2 separate regions of the Mus musculus genome follow, and region 2 is linked to region 1. The links are chromatin contacts, called in public promoter capture Hi-C maps. All regions are on one chromosome and are shown on one strand. The core of a region is the stretch at or near the end of the contact, and the rest is flanking DNA. Distances in the headings are between cores, read along the strand shown. Region 1 holds the start of Muc5b (mucin 5, subtype B, tracheobronchial). Region 2 holds the start of Ifitm10 (interferon induced transmembrane protein 10).

Evidence for each region. Capture Hi-C pulls out chosen DNA fragments and counts their contacts.
Region 2: a promoter capture Hi-C map of adipose tissue shows a contact between it and region 1. The contact joins the promoter of Ifitm10 here to the promoter of Muc5b in region 1. A contact is called at or near these places in 1 of 115 datasets of contacts at active chromatin or transcription factors (pancreatic cancer cells) and 1 of 9 other capture datasets (adipose tissue).

Annotation. Positions count from the first base shown.
Region 1 is chr7:141,835,639-141,841,450 of GRCm38.p6, reverse strand. It overlaps Muc5b (mucin 5, subtype B, tracheobronchial), which reads right to left and starts at 2,379. Exons shown (of 49, transcript NM_028801.2): 1 at 2,265-2,379; 2 at 51-122. The coding sequence starts at 2,334.
Region 2 is chr7:142,371,326-142,377,137 of GRCm38.p6, reverse strand. Ifitm10 (interferon induced transmembrane protein 10) reads left to right here and starts at 3,392. Exons shown (of 3, transcript NM_001347541.1): 1 at 3,392-3,562. The coding sequence starts at 3,560. Ctsd (cathepsin D) reads left to right here. Exons shown (of 9, transcript NM_009983.3): 7 at 1-112; 8 at 207-305; 9 at 400-1,228. The coding sequence ends at 567.

The DNA of each region.
Region 1 (5,812 bases), core at 1,130-3,629:
CAAATCACTGCTGCCCGTGCCATCCCCAACCCAAAACCTGAGCCACGTACCACTATACACTCTCTGACTGTCTCCGGTGAGTTCTAGATGTTCTGAGCTCAGCTCTGCCTGACCCTGGCTCTCTGCAGGAAAAGGGAACACAAGTCCAAAGGAAGACATCAGGCCATGGAAGCTTCTGTAACTTAGTGTGAGGCACATGGGCTGGCTCTGGCTGCAGGCCAAGACCCTCCTGTAATCTATAGAAACCTGAACAGACTTGGGCCTGGTGACCCCAGCCCCATCAGCTGTAATCCCTTTCAGTAAATACTACCAAAGCCAGGTGTCCTGAGCAGTTCTGGCCGCTGTAGGCCAGGCCTTCGCCCTACAGTGGAACCTTGTTTTGCCAGTGATATGGAAGATGGTCCCAGTGTTTTAAAAAAGCAAATCAGGAAGCAGTATTAGTATCAGAACTGTGATTATCTACTGGGAAGTGACTTGAGGTCCTTGGAAGACAAAGGCTGGCTTTGTTAGGGAAAACACAATTAGCAGTTTCCAAAAGTGGCATAACAGAAAGAGAGCTAAGATTCGAAGACAGCCCCAGCCTGGACCTATGAGTCAGGGCAGGTAGCGTGAGGAGCTCAGTTCTTGGTGCAGGGTGTCCACTCTCAATGGCCTGGACTGTCCACTGCCTCTGGGCAAGGCCACCTCCACAGACTGACAGCCAGAAGCCCAGGAGGCAAGGGACTAGACTGCTAGAGACAGCGTCAACCTCCACAACTCAAGCCTCTGAAGTCTGATGGCTCCTTAAGGCCAGCACTTTGTAAGGGACCATGTCCCCGAGGCCTGCGCTCAGATGGCTACTTGCTCCAGTGCCATGGGCAGCGCGGCTTCCTGTTTGATTTTCCCAGCGTGTCCAGCTGACCTTTGGAAACCGCAGGGACTGTCCTGTGCATTAATGCTTCCTCAAGGGCCCCGCTTGACTGCATTCTCCAGAGGCACGGACACTCCCTCTGTCCATCCTTGACCCCAGATCCACAGCCTCTCCCAAGTGTGCTTGGCCCAGCCTGTCCTCTGCCATCTTCTGGAGGGCCCCGTGGGTAAGAATACCCTCATCCCATCTCCTGCTCTATGCCAGTCTTCCTCAGGCTGAGATCCCTCAGTCTCCACTTGGCCAGAGAGTTCTCAGCCAGCCACCCCCCCCCACACACACACACACATTATCTTGGTGTGTGTTACCCATTCATACAAGAAGACCTCACCCCCACCCCCAGCCCCCACCCCCAACAGTTGTCACCAAAAGGACATTTCTGCAACCCAGGGCTTAATTTGCTCTTTACAAGTGAAGTTAGTGGGGAAGGAGAGCTGGCTGTTCAGCAGGGAGGCTCAGCACCCTGATGGACAGGACCTGACACAGGGAGAGCCCTGTTATGGGGGGATACGGCCCAGGGGAGCAGTCAGCAGCCATCAGACAACCCTAGAAGCAAGAGGAACAACTATGGCTTCTCTGGCTCTAAAAGAATGGGTTTGGAGATACCCTCCTCACACACACACATCCACTGTCTCTCTTCTTTCACAGATGCAGGAAACCTGGAGCTGAGGGTCCTCCTGCTCAGACTCCTAATCTAGAGAGCAGAGCCTGGGGAGGTGGCGACACTTGGAGATTCAGTCTAGCCCTGCTTGCTGACAGTCTTAGTACTCTGGGTTTTCTCAAGAGCAAACAGGCAAGGGAAAACAGCTCAGCTGACGAGGTCACACAGCCCACCTGACTCAGCCATTAGTTCAGACTACGGCTTTGGGTATCTTACCGGTCTGTTCTGGCTCCGGCCCTAACACCTGGAGGTAGAATCCACTTCACGGAGGCCCCAGGCTCTTGACAATCACCTCGGTACCTGTGACCCCAGCAGTGAAGGGAAGGGCCTGTCCTAACTATAGTCTCTGTCCCTGCTAATTCGGAGACAGGTCCCTCGGACTAAGAAACACCTCTGTGGTCTGCACATTCACCTCAGATTCCTATTCATTTCCAAAGCCAAGACTGTCTTCGGGTTTTCACTGGGGTTCATACCCTGAGACTTAGAGGACCTAACCTCTTCCATCAAAGTCAGGTCCTTACTGCTGGCATAGCTAGAGTGTAGGCTACAGGATCCAGAGCCCAGAGAACTTCAAGACCTGGGACCACGATGTTGGGGACAGTGAGAGGTGCCTGTCACCTCAGCAGAAGAAATCCCCAGGTGGAAGTCATCTCTCTGGGAAGATGGTTTTGAGAAGGCAAGGGGCTTCGGCCTTACCTGCTGGCCACACCATGAGCAAGGCCACGGAGGCCCAGACCAGAGCCCAGCTCCAGTTTCTGCTGCCCATCCTGGGGGCAGTACAGAGGGCAGGCAGGAGGGACTGAGACAAGGCACTTGCTCCCTGGGGGCCTGGACTTATGTAGCCAAAGGCTTTGGCCCAGAGCCCAGTTCCCTGGCCATGTAAGGCACGGTCTACTCCCTGCACAGCCACGTGTGTTTGCTCTTGGGGAGGGGCCATGGCAGGAAGAGGCCATGGAGAAGGAAGGATTTACATCACTGTGCCACCAGAGTGCTCCCACCCCTTGTGGCTTCTGAGAACTGGGAGGGAGTGGACAGGGTAGGGAGATGACTACTCTGGATTCGAAGCCCTGGGCCTATGGGGTGGGTATTTGGCCAGGCGGCCCTGTGTCAGCTCCTCTAGGAGACTAGACACTACAAGGATCAGGGGCAAAGGGACAACAACCTTGGCTTGTGTTTGCCGGGGAAGCTGACCCCAGGTGCTAGGCACTGGGTCCCCAAAGTATCAACAAGGCTGTGAGGGTGGGCTCAGGAAATTATGCTCCAGATGGTCATGGGCCTGGCAGGGTCCCTGTTCTGTGTAGCTTCTGAGGGTCTGTGGAGAAGGGGAACCCTCACAGAATCTGAGAAAGGATGAGTCTCTGGGCTCCTGTCTGCTGTAGAGCTCACGCACATGGAGAAAATGAGGCCCAGTACTGGTTTTGGCCAAGGCAGGCCATGAGCTTCTCTAGTTGGACTCCACCTCTTCCCAGGGTCAGCTTATTAACCCTGGGCCTTGACAAAGGAAATGACCAAGGGTCTCAAGGGCCCTGGACCTACCTCAGGCCTCAGCTCTGGAACTTGTAAACCCCAAACTGCGGGACAGTGGGGCAAGGGCATAACCGGGAGTCTCCTGACCCACTGTCCATCCTGAAATGGGAGTCCCGGGGGCTCAGCTCTCTTAATTGTGTTGGTTGGGTTTCCTGAGGGTTCTGGGGAGCCATTTCCTGAACCATGAACATATCCACCAACGCCGTTTCTACACTGCCACAAAGAGCAGGGTGCACACGTCTAAGTTTCTCTTCCCTGTTAGATACATACAGAATACAGTCACATTCCTTCTGTTATAGCCACCAGGAATGGACACCAGATCTGACCACCCCTGAAAGTTCCTAGGGGTTGGCCATGTCAGGGAGTGGCACAGTGTTCAGGTGACTTTGGTATCACGAAAACCCCTCCCTGTCTGCCCCCATCCTTATCTTTCTGAGACTAAATTCCTAGAGATGGAACAGGAAAGGGAAAAGTCTATGTGAAAAGTCTGTAAACTGTTTCAGAACCAAGAGGTCAGCGGCCATCAAACAACAGAGCACAGGAGGTACCCCATGAGGACATGGGGAGGCGGGAACCCCGCTCAGTCAACGCGCAGCCAAGTGGGACCACTGCTAGAGAACAGCCTGACACTTCCTTAAGTTAAAAATAGAACTCTATGTGGCCTAGCGAGTCTACTCTTAGAAAACAATGACAAGTACAGTCACCCCTGATCTAGTGGATCCATCCATGGTTGCTAAAATGGGAGTACCCCAGGCACTGGACCTGGGACAATGGCTAAGAGAACAACACCCCGTCCCTACTGTAGACTAGCACACAGACCCTTCCCCCTCCCTGAGGTAGGGTTTCTTTGTCTAGCCCTGGCTGTTCTAGAACTTGCTCTGTAGACCAGGCTGGCCTGGAACTTGGAGATCCACCTGCCTCTGCCTCCCAAGTGCTGAGATGAAATGCATGTGCCACCACAAGCATAGAGACTTTTATAAAGAGGGCATTCTGCTGTCCATCACAACATGAGTGGGCCTTGAGGATCCTAGTTTCAAAAGAGAGAATTCTGCAATATCCCACTTATCAAATCCACAGAAAGCAGGATGGGAGGCCAGCGAGTGAAGTGTGTGTCTTTAATGGGGACACAGTGTCTGTTGGCAAGATAGAAAGTTCTAGTGGTGAAAGTGGGCAGCTGGGAATGCCGCTGAGCTGCAGCCCTGGATATAGCCAGGGTGGATAAAAAACACTATTCAGACTTTATCTCAATGATAATGTCAGAAGTCTGCTCACATTTCCTCTGCCATGTCAGATCCCACCCCCACCCCCAGGTGTTTCTGGGTGTACTAAGACTGGCTGCCAGGCTGACACCTATTTTCACCCTCGTCTGCAGTTTCTTAATGCCCAGTGCATGTGTATATCACATGCCTTGGATGGGGCCTACAGTTCCTATCTAGGGACCTGGTGCCATCCTGGGCTGGGTCGGGTATCAGCACGTCAGACTTTTGTTGTGTAAGCTTCCCACCAGGATCTTCAGGTCTGAGATGTTCTCTTTCATGCCCAGCTCCTCTGCTAAATGGCGCTGCTGAAGGACACCCAGGGATGGTCTGGAGAGTGGGCTATGTCCCCTGCCTAGATCGTCTGTGTCACCAGCTGTGGCTTACCTACGCCTCTACTGCAACCTGCTCTCCTCAGCTTTCCTACGTGCTCACAGACTGGGCTGTGAGCCCAACTGAACACGGCTGGTGTTCAGTTGCACTCAGTTCACTGATAAGAAGGAGAATCTCGCAGTCTCCCACCTCTGGAGAGCCCCACTGCTTGGACAGCTAGCTGCCTTACCAGTTTCTCTCCTTTGCCCGGGATCTGACACCCTGTGTTCACTGAGCTGAGCCCAGCAAGCCTCATCCACCCCCAGCTCAGGTGACATTGCCCACTCCTGGCCATCCTCGCTCAGAAAAACAAAACAAAACACCAAAAACCTGTGGCATCTGCACCCACAGACAGCACATAGTAGGCACCCAATAGATCCACACACTACACTGGAGGAGCTGCAACTTCCACCCAATTCCTGTCTTTATTCTGGCACTGAGTTCATCTCTGCAGACGGAGGGTGACAGGCCTGCTGGGGTCGCAGCTGTTGAGACATCCCGGATGTGGTGGCCACCAAGCCTGTTTGCTCAGCCTTCCAAGTTTACCTCTTCACAGTTGAAGGAGTTGGAAGCTGTGGACAGGGAGGAGAGGGACAGGAGGGACATGGTTGTTCCTGCTTGGCAGGGGTGGGGGGAGCGGGTGGCTGGCCAGCCGCCTCCTGGAGTGCAGAGTGTGTGTGGGGGCGCCTCAGCTATGCCAGGAACCAGCCCTGTGGTTTTTGACCACAGAGCCTGGGGCGGTACCCTGTCCTTCATCCTGGCCTCTGAGTCCAGGGCCAGCTGGGACAAAGGAAACTGCACCGGGCCACACAGAGCTCTGGATGAAGATGATCCCTATGGAGAAAGTATCCCTGGGGCCTCAGAGAGACCACGTCGACTCATCACAAGAATACTGCTTCTTGGTTTGGGTATTGTTAAGCCTGTGCTTCCTGCACATTCACAGGTTTCTATTAAGACTAGTCTAACAGAGGAAACAAGTGGAGAATACATGGTTATCCTGGGCTCCAAACACCAGCTGTCTCCACAGGTGCTGCTTAGTGACACTGGACAATCCATTGTTTTTGGACAGTTTACCCTGGCTCTAACATC
Region 2 (5,812 bases), core at 2,143-4,642, 530 kb before region 1:
GGGAGGCTGTGAGGCTATTGTGGACACAGGGACATCTCTTCTGGTGGGGCCTGTGGAAGAGGTGAAGGAGCTGCAGAAGGCCATCGGGGCAGTGCCTCTTATCCAGGGTGAGGTAAGCTACTGGCCTGTGTGGGCTGGCCAGCAGGCAGAGAGGGTTCCCGAGACCATACCTTCAATACCACATTCTTCTCTCTTGTGTATCTTAGTATATGATTCCTTGTGAGAAGGTGTCCAGCCTGCCCACGGTCTACCTGAAGCTAGGAGGCAAAAACTATGAACTACACCCAGACAAGTATATACTCAAGGTGAGTCGGTGTGGGCGGTGGCAGTGTGAAGCCGGGACACCTTGAGTGAAGTGTGGGTACCGTGTGATCACATGTGCCCATTCTGGCCTTACAGGTATCGCAGGGTGGAAAGACAATCTGCCTGAGTGGCTTCATGGGAATGGACATACCCCCTCCCAGTGGGCCGCTCTGGATCCTGGGCGATGTCTTCATTGGTTCCTACTACACTGTGTTTGACAGAGACAACAATAGGGTCGGCTTTGCCAATGCTGTCGTACTCTAACTTGCTCCTTCTCCACTGTCAGGGAACTGGATCAGAGTCCAGTAGAGGAAGCCAGCCAGCCCCATCCCTCCACCTGCCCCACTCACACATAGTCACACTCGCTTAGTGTTGCTGGACCCTTGGGGGAGACCTGGCTGGAGCTTGTCCAGCTGTTCTGTTCTGTGGTTCCTCACCCTGGGTTCAGATTGCTGCCCTCTGCCTGTCTGAAGGAGGCCAAGGCCCACCCAGTACACGAGGCTGCCTTCAAAGGCCCCTACTGGTTTAATAGCTGCTGAGATGGATTGTCTTGTCCTGCCGCCCTTTGCTGTGTGGGCAGTACTCTGAAGCAGGCAAATGGGTCTTAGGATCCCTCCCAGAAACCTGCTCTGACCCAGACCCATCACCCAGCTTGGGGATGGCACCACGTTCTACTGCCCCTCCAACTCTGGCCTGGCAAAGGCCTGAAGGTGAGCAGGAAGGAGCAAGAGGACAGAAGCAAAACTATGAACCTGGGGGGTTACCTAGGGCTTGACCCCGCCCTCCTGGGAAGGCATGCCTCAGCCTGGGGTAGAGGTAGGATGACTGACTGGTTTTGGCTGGCCTCTGCTGCCCTCATCCTGGGCTAGGCAGCTGGGAGCCAAAGTTGAAATACAAATAAAGTTGTTTTGGGCCTTGATCTCTATTGGTGTGCTCTGTACTGTTTCTGAATTGGGACCTTGGCGACGGAGCTAGCTAGACCAGTAGAACCCAGTACTACTGAGGGCTAATTCGGGGACACGCTGGCTGTGGAGAATATTGGGGGGGGGGGGGGTAGGGAGTGTGCTAGAGCCCAGACTTGGCTTTCAGCACCAGGCCAGTGAACAGAGGGGACTCCTGAGGCTCTGGCTTGCTATCTGGCCTTGTGGGCAAGATGAGTCTGAACTAGAACTGGCAGGTTCTGGGACCTCAGGCAGTAGTCAGGCCGGATGTGGCCTTGGCTGGAGGCCATGGAGCGGGCCTAGAATTCTGTGTTAGGTCCTGTGTTGAATCATTTTCAGAGGTGGCCAGGCCAGCACCTGCTGTGCTTTGCCAGGGAAGCAGCCTATTCCCAGAAGAAACGGAATAAGCCTTGATGGGAATCTTGGGCTGCATACATTCCCTTTTCAACAGTCAGTCCTTTAAGCCTGGGTCAGAAAAGCCATCTGCTCGTCCTGGGTGCCCTGGGCAGTCTCCCTGCCTGGGCCTCTGCCAGGCTCAAGAAGCAGTCTTCAGCTTTTTGAGTCTAGCCAGTGTTGGAGCCTGCCCGGCTGCCTGGGGTCTTGGAGATGAGAGGTCAGAACTCTCTGCCACGGACTACAGTTGTTCTACAAGCATCTGTGAGAAGGTTCGGTTTCAGGGGGCGGGAGAAGTGGGTGAACACAGGTTTCAAATACAACAGTGGAGGCAACCAGCAGGCTTTTAAATAGAGTAGGAGTTATCGAGTGCTTACTGGTAGGGTAGAGCTTCCTTTTGGAATCAGCTCTGGAATCTTAGAGCCCCTTCCCCACACTAACAGGTACAGGATATAGGGAAGTGTGACCTCTGTCACTTTCTGGGGTTGTCCTGGCACCCTTTGCCTGCTGGTCAGTGGCTGTCATTGTTTTGGTAGGAGGGTTTGGGGCAGGGGAATATGTCCCATACCTGAGCCCTGTTAGGTTACTTCTGGAGAATGTTCACCAAGGGTTGTCAGAAGGCCAGTAAACATGTACCCAGTGTTCTCTGTCTGAAATCTGAGCAGGGAGTCCCGCAGGGCCTGGCAGGGCTTCTGGAGACTAGTGTTATCAAAGGCTTGTGCACCAAAGCTGGAGACAGATCTCCTCCCTGCCCTGCAGGCCTGAGGCTGAGCTGTGCTGCCAGGCCTGCATACTGGGGCCGCTGCTTCTGCAGATGCCGCTGATGCCACCATCACCACCCAGGGATGCCCCGGGGAGCACCCCGGACTCTAGCTCAGGGTTCACATCAGTCTCTTAGCTGAGTGACCTTCACATCAGCCTTCATGCCCTGGGAAGAAGAAAGACCCTTGCTGCAGGCAGGGATAGGGAAGCTAGCTTTACTCTAGTTTTCTCATGGTGGGTGTTTCTCCCCTCAAACCCCTGACCAGGGTATTAGTGAGGCTGGACCATACCCAAGTCTTGCCCTGACCAGCTTAAAGTGTAAGGTTGGGACGCTGACTCCAGAGCCATAAAGCTGACTCTTGGGAAGAGGATTCCAACTCACCCTTCACCTTGCCAATGACCTTGAGTGGACCCTGCCCCGAGGGCCAAAGGGCCAACCCTTCTGCTTCCTGAAGTCTGAGACTCCCAGGCCAGACATGCCAAGGACAGCACCTGACTTAGGTTGTGTGGTAAGCAGACTGTCAGGAGTGCGAATGGATGTAATTAGTTGGGTGGTACACAGCCGCACACAGGCTGGGGAGGGAGTGTCAGCATGTTTGGTTGTCAGGCCCTTGGGATCCAAAGCAGTGGTGGGGTTGGATGAAGGAAAACTGACTTCCTGGCACAGCCCACTTGCCCCCAGGCTTATTGGACCAACAAGGCTAGGCTCCATGAGGGAGTGCCCAGAAGAAAGCCAAGAAACGGTGGGAGGGGTCCTTGCCAGTGTGGAAATTAATTCCACCCACTCAAGGAGAGTCTCTTTCTTTTTTTTTTTTTTTCCTCTACACTTAAGATCCACTTCACACTGAAAATTCCTGACACGCAGAAATGAGCTGTGCTGGGGGTCAGAGGTGGGGTTTGGGCTGGAAAGGGAGGAACTTGGCATGGGGCGGGGCTTAATCAGGAGACAGGGCTTTGAAGAAAGACTCAGGGTTCAGAGAGCCAAGGTTCCAGGAGACCAGAAAGTCTAGGGGCCAGGCAGCCCTGGAACTCTCTGGAAAGGGTCCCAGAGAAGAGCTAGGGAGAATGGGATCCAGGGAGGCAGAAAACGAGGCTTTTACACACAGTTGGGGGAACTTCAGGGTAGGGTGAAGAGGACCTACTGAGAACTCCACCCCCACATGGTGAGGTAGGGGTTCTGAGGGAGGGAGGGAGGGCAGTTGGGGGCTCTCCATGGTGAAGGAAGCCCATTGGGGCTTCTCTGGAGGTGGGGATCAGTTGAGGACAAATGTCCAAGAGAGACTGAGGATGGGAAGGAGATGAGGCGGGGAGAGAAGAAACTGCTTGGCCTTGAGTCTTAGAGGACAGTATTGCTTAGAGCAAGTCATGTGTAAGGACCGAGCACTGTCAGGGCCCAGGATGGGGGTCAGAAAGGTCATGAGCGGGGTACACAGACCGAGCTTTAAGGAAATCAATGTAGGGGTGTCTGAGAGGACCCAGGCTTCTGAGTAGCACATCTGTCCCTGAGGGCAGAGCAAAACTTGTGAAGCAGGGACAGGCAAGCCTGTTACAGGTCAGATCCTTCAAGTCCCTGTTATGATGAACATATTAGAACATATGTCAGACTTGGGTGACAGGGACTTCAAAAAGGAGGCCCAGGGCAGGGTTCTGAAGATTGTTGGTGAAGGGCCTGGACTTGGACTCGGGAGAAAAAAAAAAAAAAAAACAACCCTGAACATTGACCTTGGGGACTTGGGAGACAGGATTGAACAGAGATGAGTGTCCCTCTGGGGTTTGATGTGTTGCATCCCAGTCAGGTGGGAACTATGATCTGCAGTGTGTAGACTTCAAGGGACCAGAGACTCCCAAAATAAGCCTGATTAGAGATGGAGACTTGAGCAGCTCAGACAGGGCTTAGCAAGTAGCGAGGTTGGAGCCCAGCTGGGCAAGATCAAGGAAGAGGTGGGTGAGGGCTTAAAAAGCTGATACCAGGACAGGGCCTCATGAGAAAAGGCTAGGACCGCCACGGGACTGAGGATGGCAGGTGGGACTCAACAGGGCAGGGAGAAGAGATGCTAGGTAAGGGGGTTCTGAAGGCACAGGTCTTGGAGCTAACAAGGTTCAGGTGGAAGAAATGTAGGGAGAAGGGGGGTCAGCCGTGGGAATAAAGTGGAATGCTCAGCAGACAGACTTGCCGGGACTTGAGGACCCGCGAGAGAATTTGAGCACAGGTGGACTGGGGTAGCAGCGGCTTGGTGGTCGGTGGATATGAGAGCCATGCAGCTCATGGGATAGAGGGGTGCCAGCCTTGCGACTCCCCGGGGTCCTGGCTTCCGGGCTAGCGGGCCCCCTCCCTCCCTAGGGAGGAGGCGGAGGTGTCTGCGACGCCGCCGTGAGTCAGGCTCTGGCTGCAGCCGCGGCCGGCCTGGCGCTGCGGAGCGCGCGCGGGCAGCGGGGGAGGCAGCGGCGCCAGCCCCGCTCGCTCCCCGCCCCCAAGGTTGGGCCGCTGGGACGCGATCAGCGGACAGACAGCGGGAGAGCGGAAGGACGCGCGCTCCTAGGTTCAGGGGTCTGACCCACTCGTCGAGTCGCCAGTAGGTGAGCGGTACTGGTGACTGCTGCAGCCCGGGGTCAGATTGGGGACCACCCAGTTCAGCCACAGCCCCTTGCTATCACCTCACCGGCGCCGGGTGCGCCTGGTGGCGCAGAGCTCCGGCGCCAAGCTGTCTCTTGGAAGTGTCCATTTCGCAGAGTGTCATTGTGGGTCTCTTGGTGGCACGGTTGGGGGTGGGGACAAGAGGGGAGGTGAGTGGTTCTGTGTGACAGTGTGCGCTCTTAGGGTCTCCCAGTGCCGCTTTCTGTTGGCTTTGGAGTTTGTAGTCCTGCACCTGCGCGGATCCTCCGGAGATGTGCCTGAGCCTGTGGGGCGGTGTGTAGCGCTGCGTGTCTGGGTGGGCAATTGTTTACCTGGCGCGTCTGGGCGCAGGAGTATGCTGGGACTGGAGAGCTGGGCTGGTGATTGTGTGTGTGGTGCGTCTTGGTGTGTATGTGCTTCAGTGAGCGCTTTTCATTCTGCCAGTCAATGACTAGGGCAGTGTCACTGTAGCTCTGAATGCCCTGAGTGCGTGGAGATGCGGGGCGCTCTGCTTATCGCAACAGGGTGTCACTCGGGGTGCTGAGGGGGAGCTGTTGTGTGTGTGGTTGTCAGTAGGCGCAGATGGCAAAGCGATGAAAAGCCCTGATGTGCTTGCCAAGACTACTGCGAATGGCTTTGGTATTGGCTGTGGCCGGCTGGGTGGGGGAGGCAAACTGGCAGCTGGCAACCTCACAGGGATTTCCATCTCCCAAAGACCATTTATGGGACTGTAGGGGAAATGCTGCAAGGCTCCAGGTTGGGTGCTACTGGGCGCACAAGGCCCAGCAACTCCTCACTC